Regions from separate parts of the Sus scrofa genome. Here region 1 is linked to region 2. A link is a contact called in public HiChIP or PLAC-seq data. All regions are on one chromosome and are shown on one strand. The core of a region is the stretch at or near the end of the contact, and the rest is flanking DNA. Distances in the headings are between cores, read along the strand shown. Region 1 holds the start of HSF2 (heat shock factor protein 2). Region 2 has its middle 31 kb from the start of SMPDL3A.

The links. HiChIP or PLAC-seq counts read pairs in DNA pulled down with a chosen protein or histone mark.
Region 1: a contact with region 2 is called in an H3K27ac HiChIP or PLAC-seq map of alveolar macrophages. The contact joins the promoter of HSF2 here to the enhancer-like site in region 2. A contact is called at or near these places in 10 of 47 Hi-C or Micro-C datasets (alveolar macrophages, embryonic fibroblasts, fetal heart ventricle and 6 more) and 1 of 2 datasets of contacts at active chromatin or transcription factors (alveolar macrophages).

Annotation. Positions count from the first base shown.
Region 1 is chr1:40,178,057-40,183,353 of Sscrofa11.1, forward strand. It overlaps HSF2 (heat shock factor protein 2), which reads right to left and starts at 2,252. Exons shown (of 13, transcript XM_005659227.3): 1 at 2,028-2,252. The coding sequence starts at 2,120.
Region 2 is chr1:39,835,674-39,840,867 of Sscrofa11.1, forward strand. No RefSeq gene overlaps it. Among named protein-coding and RNA genes, the nearest start is that of SMPDL3A, 31 kb to the right of the region's middle. Within about 2 kb of position 1,823, at least 25 of the 83 cell types and tissues checked have an H3K27ac peak or open chromatin away from gene starts, as enhancers often do. A contact at or near this core is called in alveolar macrophages, embryonic fibroblasts, retroperitoneal adipose tissue and 1 more, where this site is marked.

The DNA of each region.
Region 1 (5,297 bases), core at 1,002-3,501, 340 kb after region 2:
CCTCAAATCCTCATCCACATAAGGCTAAGACCAAACCAGATGATCTTGGAGATTTTCAAGCCTAATTCTAACTTTATCATTCCTCATTTCCATTACTTATTCCAAGAATTTCACTGCTTCATCAAACATTTATTAAGTACCTACTGGGTCCCTTGGCACAAATACATTCCCTGCCTTCATTGAATTTATACTTTAATTGTCCTATTATGTTTTACAAAATAAATAGCTAAAACATAAGTTTAGACTTAAAAAATGGGAAAAGTAAGAGTGATTTTAAGTGGCTTATTTCAGTTAGAATTCATAAAGTGATGCACTTATGGATTAGTATGAAACTCTCCACATTTGATATTGCCCATTAAAGAAGAATATTTTAAAATATTTTGGCTATCAGATCTTATTAGACCTGCCACTGACAAAATATCCCTTAATTAAAACCAATTACAAATATATTTAGGGACCATTCCTAGGCAATAAAAACAAGATAGGTATGATAAAAGTCAGCTTGGGAGTGGGGAGACTCTTAGTCCAAACCCTAACTCTGCTGAGTAATAGCAATCTGTGCTGATCCATTCTTGTCAACTTTTAATCCTTATGACTGATGAAGAGCATGAGACATTTTTTATTTTTAAGTGTATACTGGTGACTGGATTCCTTATTTTCACCATTCTTAGTACAACTTTACAGAACTCATCGAATGTTTAACAAACAACATTCAATCGATGATACTGACCTTCAAGAAAACTGAGTCCTAGAGGGAGATAAAGAAAATTAAAAACTGACAGCAATATAAGGCAGAATATGCTGTTATAGTAGTCAAAACTTCACATACTCAATATAGTGCTCCCTATTACCATAAAAGTTAAGTAATAAAACTTAAGGTTCCTATAATAGGAAAGGAACCGAAAAGAAAGGGAGAAGAAAAGGAAACATTTACTCAGCACTTAACAGGTGCTAGGCATTGTGCAGGTAGTTTTCACTTTTTTCCAGACCTCTAAACAAGATAACATCCCAAACAGATGATCTACAGTAAGAAAACTCCGCTCCCCTTCACAAAATGATTCCAAGAGCTTAAGAGTGTATTCTAACGTAAGCGCAGTTTATGTAATAATCACTCTAATTAGAATCTTAGCATTTGGAACTAAAGGGGGTCTTGGATCACCTAAGCAACCCGTTCATCTTACGGAGGATGACACTTGGGCCAGACAAGACAGGGATCTTGATTAAGGTCATCCTTGTTTTGTGGCACAATTAGGATCTAACCAATGATCACGGCATCTATACACCACACTGCTGGCAACCGTCCGGTGAAATTTAGCTCTTCACTCTGTTACTGAACACCTGTCTGTGGACACTTTTATTAAAATAATCCTAAAAATGCGCTTATATCAATGGCTCGGGATCTCCCGTGAATAATGTACCATTTTCTATATAATATTTTTAAACCTCCTGATAAGCAGGAACCTGCGTTTACACAATTGCCTCCTTCTCTGACTGCTGTCCTAAAGAGCCGATGCGCGAGGCGCGCTGAGTGTCTGTTTTGGGGGCAAGAATCAGGTCGCGGTGGTAACGACCGCCTCAGAAAAACCCCGCGGTGAAGATCTCGGGCAGAGCTGCCGGTGCCCTCATTGAGCTACAGCCCGCGAGCCGGGCGGGAGGACGGAGGATGAGTGTGCAGTAACGTGGCCCCCGCGTCTCATCGGCCGCCCGCGTTCAGCAGGCCGGGTTCCGAACGCCGCCTGGCCGGACCGTTACGGGGTCTCCCGGGCAGCGGCGCCCCGCGCGGGCCGCCCCTCCCCCACCGCGGCCTGAGCCAGCGGCGCCGGTCCGGACCCCGGCGGCTACCCGAGCGAACAATACCGGGGTCCCCCGCGAGGCCGCACGCCGAGGCCCGCGCCACCCCGCCATCCCCCGCGCCGCGGGCCTCGCAGAGGGAGTCGAGCCGCAGGCCGCGAGAGACAACCCCGCTGGAGCGAGCGAGAGAGGAGGTTAGTCAGGGGGTTCGGAGGCCGCCGTGCCCTCACCCTTACCTGACTCCAGGTGATGAACTCGTTGGTGTGGGTTTCCTCCACAAGCGTCCACAGCTTGCTGAGGAAAGCTGGCACGTTCGAACTCTGCTTCATTGTTAACGAGGAGCAGGGATTCCAAATTCTACACCCGAACGCGGCGGTAGCGACGGCGTCGGCGGCGGCGGCGGTGGCGGCGGCGGCAGCTGCTCCCCGAGAACGCCCACAACGCAGGCGCAGCAGCTCCCGGGCCCCGCCCCCCCGGCCCCGCCAGGCGTGCAGTGAGGCGGGGTGGCCGGGCGGCCGCACGTGATGGACAAGTCTCCCCGCTCGGCCTGTGCGCACTGGTCCCGCGCCGGTTCCGTTCGCAGCCAATCCCAGGCGCTGAACTCACGACAAAGAAAAGTGATTGGATACTGCAGACGTGGAGGGGTGGGATTAAAAGGGGGGCGCTGCCTTTTCATTCGCCTTTTATACAGAAGCTCTCGCTGTAGCTGACCTTAGGGGCAGGGGAGTGTGTTTGGTTGTTTCACGTGGAAGCGGCTTTGGGTGCTTGGGTTTTGGCTGGAAGGCTACAAAAAGTCCTCAGGGGCCTTTGAGTCATAAGTTTGGTAGGCAAAGTGTGGTTGCCTCGGTCAGGCAGGGGGAAGGAGAGTAATAATTCACATGCGGGAAAAACAGCTTTTAAGCGTGATTTGCTAGGCCCGAAGTTGAAACGGTCTTGAAAATAATGAACCTTGTCTTTTAATTTTCATTGGGAAAAAATTGTTCCTTTAGAATGCGTTTATCAAAAAGAGGAATTTAATAACTCACTCTTTACTGAACACATACTACAGTGAATCAAGAATTGTAATAGGCACCTTGCATGCTGTTTAATTTGACAGACACAGAATGCTCACTATGTGGTCAGCATAAAAAGAAAGCGTCTCAATCAAAATAACTGTTCCGTTAGATAATTTACAGGTATATTCTTAAAATAATTGTCCTTTTTGTGTTATGTCCTTTACAGATTTGGTATAGTGGAGAAAATATTACAGAAGGAGTCAGCATATCTGATTTAGGAAACATTAATGGATATTAGATTTTACTGGTAGTATGTAATTTAGAGAAATCCCTTAATCTGTCTGTGCCAATATTTACCATCTCTTTATTAGGAGTAAAACTCTTTCACCCCTGTGAGATAACATTAATAATATAGTAGGTGTGAAAATACTTTGAATATATAAAGAATTGTACAAAAAAATTGTACAAAATAAATGTACAGAAATTTTTTTTTTGCAAAAGTCAGAATGTAAGTATAAGAGTTTACAAACTGAGTTTCCATCGCAGGGCAGTGGGCAAAGAGTATGACTGCTTCTGCTCCGGTCACTGCCAGCTTGGATTCAATTCCTGGCCTGGGAATTTCCATATACCATGGGTGTGGCCTTAAAAAAAAGAATTTACTAACAAGTTAGAGGTAACAATTACAGTTTATATGAAATTCAACATAGAATAGATTTATTTCCTAGGTACGTCTAATACAATAAAAAATAAAATACACACGATTTCCAAAGAGCTAATATTGAATACTAACTTTGTGTTCATCAATGATATGTTTGCTGAAATAAAATCAAATGTATGGAGGGAGACATTCCACAAATCAATTAATATTTGTTGAGCATTTATATATGCCCAGGGATTTACATATATAATTTAATCCTCCTAACAACCCAGTGCAGTAGGTCTTACTTCATTTTCCCAATGAAAATTCTGAGACTCAAAGTGAATTTACCTATATTATAGGTAGTAAACAAGAGGGAGTGTTTACAGCCAGGCTTTATTGAGTTCAAAAGCCCATCCTCTTTTCATTGTATGATGATGACACTGCATCGTCAAAAGCCCATCTCTACTTCAGATGTTCATACTCTGACTTAAGAAACAAGAGGAACACAATGACCAGCAGTTACTAATATTTTTAAAAAGATCTAAATTTATATCATAAAACAAGTACTGAAAAGTTTAGAAAGACAAGAGTTAAATGAGTTAAGGTAGTAAGGCAAGACTTAGAAGATGGATAACTTAAGTTGGGTCTTGAAGTAAAAATGCATTTCAATAGCTAAAAACTATCCCATAACACTGAGCAAAGATGGGAAAATTAATAAGCACAATCTATTTGACTGACAGCACAGGAGATCATGTCTGAGGAGGAAATGTGGCCTACTTTCATGGCATCGTATTACTTCTATCTGAAAACAAAACTAAGTGGTGTGGTTTGGTACAAGCAAAAACTCCTCTTTGGGCATTCATCCTGTGCAGTTGTAGGCCTATACTTAATAGGGGCCCCATACTTGGTTTAATGCTCTGCACATCACCATCTTGAAATTCTTAATTTTTGTACAAAGGACCCTGCATTTTCACTTTGCATTGGGTCCCTCAAATGATATAGCTGATCTGCTTCCAATATATTACACATATAGATCAGTGGCTCTCAAACTTTATCCTGTATCCAAATCACTTGGAGGCAGGAGACTATCAATGTAACAAATGAGCAGGTATTAGTTATAATACTCATCAGGTCAGCCACAGGGTTAAGTTATTAAGCAGCTAATATGATGATAACACCAGGAAATAGGTGGTGCGTCTAAAATCAAATGGCTGTGTTTGGAATGGAAACCATGCCTTTTGCAGTCTGAAACATATGCTTTTTTTTCCTTTTTTACCAATGTGCCTCAAGTTTTAGCCTATATCAGAATCATCTGGAGAGCTTCTGAAAAACAAACTGCTGCTTCTTTTCCCCATCCCCTGCTCCACTCAGTAGATCTGGGGTTCAGGCCAAGATTTTGTATTTCTGAAAGGTTCCCAGGTAACACAGATGCTGCTGGCCCTGGGTCCAGAATTTGAGAACCACAATTGTAAAAGAAAAATTAGTAATCTGACATTCCCTTCCTCCTTCAAGGGCAAGTACGATTCTTCACAGGCTTGCTGCTGTTCACACTTCTCCTCAACAAAATCCAGAATTTCCAGGAATAATTTAAAGTACTATGTTTTCTTTATAACATAATCCTTAATATTTATTGTAATTAATAAACTTTTTGAAAACTTTAAGAATTTATTAGAGATATTTTTGGGGAAAAGAAAATCCTTATTGGCTTATTTGCACTTAAATCTGAAACTGAGAAGGGAAGAAGACCAAATCAAGCTAATTCACAAGTATTTGCCACCTATAATATCCCACAAATATCAGAAGAAACATATTTGAGCCAAAGTCAACAATTTTGAAATGTTTATGATGTTAGAGGATAAAAACATCATTTT
Region 2 (5,194 bases), core at 573-3,072:
TATCATCTATTCCTTGAATCCCTTGAATTCAATGAAATCCCACATAAAAAATTATAAAAAATTCATCATAAAAAATTATTTTAATAATCTATCAGTATATCTCAACTTAGAAATTAGAAAGAATTATAAACCAACTGACTTGCAAAAAAAAAAATTGTCCAATCATTAAGGATATACACTTTCTTGACACTGTCATATTTTTAAGTGTCCCTTTATTTGATATCCAGTAAATTTTTACATGGGGGAGTCATGACCCACAGAAAGATCCTGGATGGAGGAGAAGAATGCTTTTCTTTATAAAGTGGGAGAAACATGATTATGACTGGGACAGAGGAAGAGAATTTGATGCTTTTATTTCATGTGCTTCCTTAGGTAGTTAAATTTTGGGCAGAGTGCATCAGGGAATGCCTTAGCATTATTTGCGCATGTAAGCATACTGTCTTCAAGGCTTAAAGTTGTTATGGTCATAGAATTCTAGAAGTAGAATACATATGAGGAATTTCCATTCCATCAAGCTCTTCCATCTATATTTAGACAAACAAAAATAATGCTAATGCACGTGCGCACACACACACACACACACACACACACGCCAATTCTTGAACTTTTTGGACAAGGCCCCAACTTCTTATTACAAATCACAGAGGAATTCTTTTCACAATTACCTGCATACCAAAGAGCTTCTTCATTTGCAACAAAAGACGGATTTTCAAGCTTTTCCTTGGCCAAATAAAACCACTATTTAAATATAAATTCAAATCATTTCTGGAGTTCTCTTGTGGTGCAGTAGGTTAAGGATCTGGCATTGTCACTGCAGTGGCTTGGGTTACTGCTGTGGCTCAGGTTCAGATCCCCGGCTCAGGAACTTAAACATGCCATAGGCACAGCCAAACTTCACCCCCAGAACAAATTAAAAAAAAAAAAAATGCTTCAAAGAGAAATGCAGCAAAGGGAAAATGCTTGTAGTGTATTTAATAGTAAAAGAGACACAGATGACTGATTAAATCTGCCTGAAAACTCTCCATCAGAAACCAAGTGTGTCAAAAATTTCCTGTTGCTAAAGAGAGCATTTCTTTCAGACAAAGTGATGTCATAGCAACAAGAAGCACCAGGAAATGATGAAAATAATCCGGGTCACTGATAACATGAACATACTGTTTACAGTGGTCCTGAGTAAATTCCTTCATTATAAATTGCCAGTTTACTCAATAAAAACACTAAAATTTAAATATATATATATATATATATTAGTGCATTTGATTGATTTTTGTGTAAGGCATTTGGTAATCACAACCACACACACAAAAGAAAGCTTTTTGTTTTCTTTTTCCTCTAAGCTCCAAAGGAAAATGTGAGAGAAGTAGTCTTTTCTTCCCAGGAAAATGTAACTTGTAGTCATATCGCTTCTAGCTACTCATTGCTGCATTAACACATGAAAGAAAGAAATATTTTCTTTATGATCATTTAAATAGAGGAATGAGAATCCCTTAAGAGAGATGTTGAAAATGGCAAGAAGCCATGCTAAGAGGAGTCGTCTGTTTTAAAGGCTCAGAAAGAAACTGAAAAACAGTTGTGAGAAAGTAAGAATGATTCATATAGCCTTGAACTTGGCCTTTAGGGAGAGCAGATATATTCTACCCTGTGTTTATAGCATCTAATCCCTATCCCCTCCACAAGAAAGCCTGTAATGAAAGCCAATTACCTCACAACATGCTGCTAGAAAGAATGATCCATCTATTTTCCATTGTTTACTGAGTTACAAGGGGTTACCATGGTTCAGGCAGCCTCATGACAGGCAATGCTAAACATGCAGTGTGAATGGAGATTACATAAAGGCACCAGGGATGGAGTGGTATGAGATCAAAAGGTTCCCTGTATTACAGCAACAAAACAGTCTGCCTAAATGGTGAGTATAGCAAGAGAGTGAAAAAAGCTCAAGATGACATAACTAAGTCACGTTGTGTGTAAAATTTTATAAGCTACCTAAAACAATTAAGAAATAGCTGATGTCACTGAAGCAAAAAATGGACATTTTAGATAGTAAGAAGGGCATAAATAAAACAACCTCCAAAATGTTGCCCCTGATCTTTAGACTTGATTTAAGCATGCCAGTATTTTTTTAAGACAGACTGAAGAAAAAAACAACAGTTGTGGCTTTAATAACTTTCACTTTCTTTTGCTTCATTTTGTTTTGGTTTTCAGCTTGGAAGTTTTCCTTGAATTAACTTTTTCACATTTTATTTTACTTTTCAACATTTTATTTTATGTGTATATATCTGTATATGTATACAGACATAGGTATGCATGTTGGTGTGTGTGAGTGCTAGTTTTTTACCTAAACTGTTTGTTAGTTGCGAACATCATACCTTTTACCTCCTAAATATCACAGCATTTATTCCAAGAACAAAGGCATTTTCTTACATAACCACATACAATTATCAAATTTATGAGGTTTTACGTAATGCAATATTATAAAATATACAGCTTATTTTCATTATTCACCAATTATCCATGTAATATTCGTTATGGAAATTTTTGTCCCAGTCCAGGACTTTGCATTCCATTTACTTGCCGAGTCTCTTTAGTCTCCTTTAATCTGAAATGATTCCTCAATCTTTCTTTTTCTTACATGACATTGACCTTTTTGAAGATTACTATCCAGTTGTCTTGTAGAATGTCCCTCATTGTGTATTTGTCTGATGTTTCCTTATGTGTATGTTTATTTTATGTCATTCAGGCAGAAGTATATATCATTAGTTGATCACAATAGGAAGCTCACTTATTTATCAGTGACATGTGACTATGAGTACTTGGTTGAGATAGCATCTGCCAGGTTTCTGGACTATGAAGCTACTATTTTAACTTTGATAATCAATTTGTAATCTGTAGCAATACGATGATGCAATATATTGTTCCTCTTCAAACTTTCATCCAAGTTTCAGCATCCATTGTTGTACTTGCTTGGAATAATTATTATGTGATGGTTAAAAAATCACTTCAATATCTTTTGAAAAAGTTATATTAGTAGAAAATATAAAAGGTTTGGATGCTGTCATTTCTCATTTTTGAGTGAAAATTCTTTCCTCTCATGACAGTACCTTACTATGTGTGTGTAGGTGCATGTGGGTGAATTGACTGAACTTAGTTAAATATATAATGAACTCTAAAAAGGAAAAGATAGGAGGTCCCATTGTGGCACAGAGGGTTAAGGATCTTGGGTGCCTCTGCGGTGGCTCAGGCCACTGCTGAGGTGCTGGTTTGATCCCTGGCCCAGTGAAGTGGGTTAAGGATCCAGCGTTGCGACAGCTGTGGTATAAGCCACAGCTGCAACTCGGATTTGATTCCTGGCCTTGGACCTTCCATATGCCACGCGTTTAGCCCCAAAAGAAAAAAAAAAAAGACAAAAAAAGATTTCAAGCAACATATTGAAAGCAATGATTCATTTAGCATATAAAAAATCAATTGAAAAAAAAAACTCTTATACTTGAAAAGTTAATAGAAAAAGGATAAACTCTTACATGATTTCTATATCTTGGTCAGGAGAAAAAGGAAATCAAAATATAAAACAGAAGTTTTAGTTTAATGAAGCAGGTCAAGACTACATCAGGAAGCCTTGGTTGTATTTTCAACTCATCAGCAACCAAGTGAGTGTTTCCTCATAAAAAGGCATGTAGCCTCAGAAGAATGTTGATTCTGAGATCTAGAACAGGAAAGTGGCAAGAGGTTACTGAATAAATGTATTTTGAAATACTGACAGTCTTGGAAAAAATCTACTGTCTAACTCAATTGTGAAACAACTGAAATTGTTTTAGTAGAAGAATTTGTTATCTGTTGCCCTGTGAACATAATGAATTATACATCAACGTGGAAAGTGCTGGAAACTGCAAATTTGACTAGTATAATGGAAATAGTACTAAACTTGGAGTCAGAAGGTGTGGGTTGAGTTTCAGCTTCTTTACTTACTTGGGCATATCCCTTGAGCAGCTTCCTTAATCTTTCTGAGTCAACTCTGTGCATAAATAATGTGTAGGTGGGCTAAAATCCTTTTTTAACATTAAAGACCTAAAGAATTATTATTTTGAAAGTTGTACAGTATTATTTAAGAACTTTAATTTCCTTAATGATCAACTTATAGATATTAAAATATATTGAACTGATAAAGCTTTAAAATTTTAAGTTCATTCTATATGCCTTCTGTGTCTTAGGTTGAACTTCAGTGTCAAATAACATCTGTCTAACAGCTCACCATATTGCCACTGGTACTTTCCCCTGTACCTAAAACAGCAACTAAGATGTAGGAGGAATTCCATAAATATTTCATGAAGAATAATTAACCAAGACTAGGAGTCATCCTGTTGTCAGAATTGGAAAGAATTTGAACTGCTAAATTGATAGAAAGAACAATTACTGATTTCTGCACAATATACAATCAAGCAATGTAAACCTGCTGCTTTGCAAGAAAAAAAAAAGAAATCTTTGCCTTAACCCCATGTCTGCCACTGGCTCAGAAGCACAAGACATTCACCAACTAGAAATCATGGCAGGTACCTCTCTCCAGCCTGAGGGCAGCAACCTGAGAATCAGTTTCCCTCATCCTTAGTCATCACATCTCACTCTATAAAAATTAGACTAAAACCTCCAGAAAATAAATAGGCAAAAAATGAGGAGAAATGTTTGTAGAACTCTGGGAGATATAATCCTCAGAGATAAAATTTTCTGTAAGAATGAAGGTAGCGTGAGCCCCAACACTACTGCCTGTGGAAGAGTGTGGGTTTTGCCACAATCTGTTGTTTTAGCATCTCAGACAACCAAAGAATAGAGATAAAGCGAGGTATCAGCTCAAGTCAAGCAGAGCCCCATTTACTATGTGTCTGGTGTATATTTAACATTAGCCTAGGAGATAAACAGCAATGTGCTGTCCAACCTGATATCTAAGATCATATTGACCAAAACTCAGTGTTTCACTGTTGGTGACTTAAAAATATCCCATCAGAGATACTATGTTGTGTATGTGCAAGATACTGTAAGCTTCAGCTTCCAGAGCCGTTCATTGTAATACAGGAAAGTTCATGTGCTGAGGTGGTCAACTCACTTGCTACCAAGAAGCAAGAAGGAAAGGCCCTAGAGTAGTCAGTGCCAAATTCTAATCAGGAAGCTGTTACTCTTTCTATTTAGCATACTGGATTTCAGAATT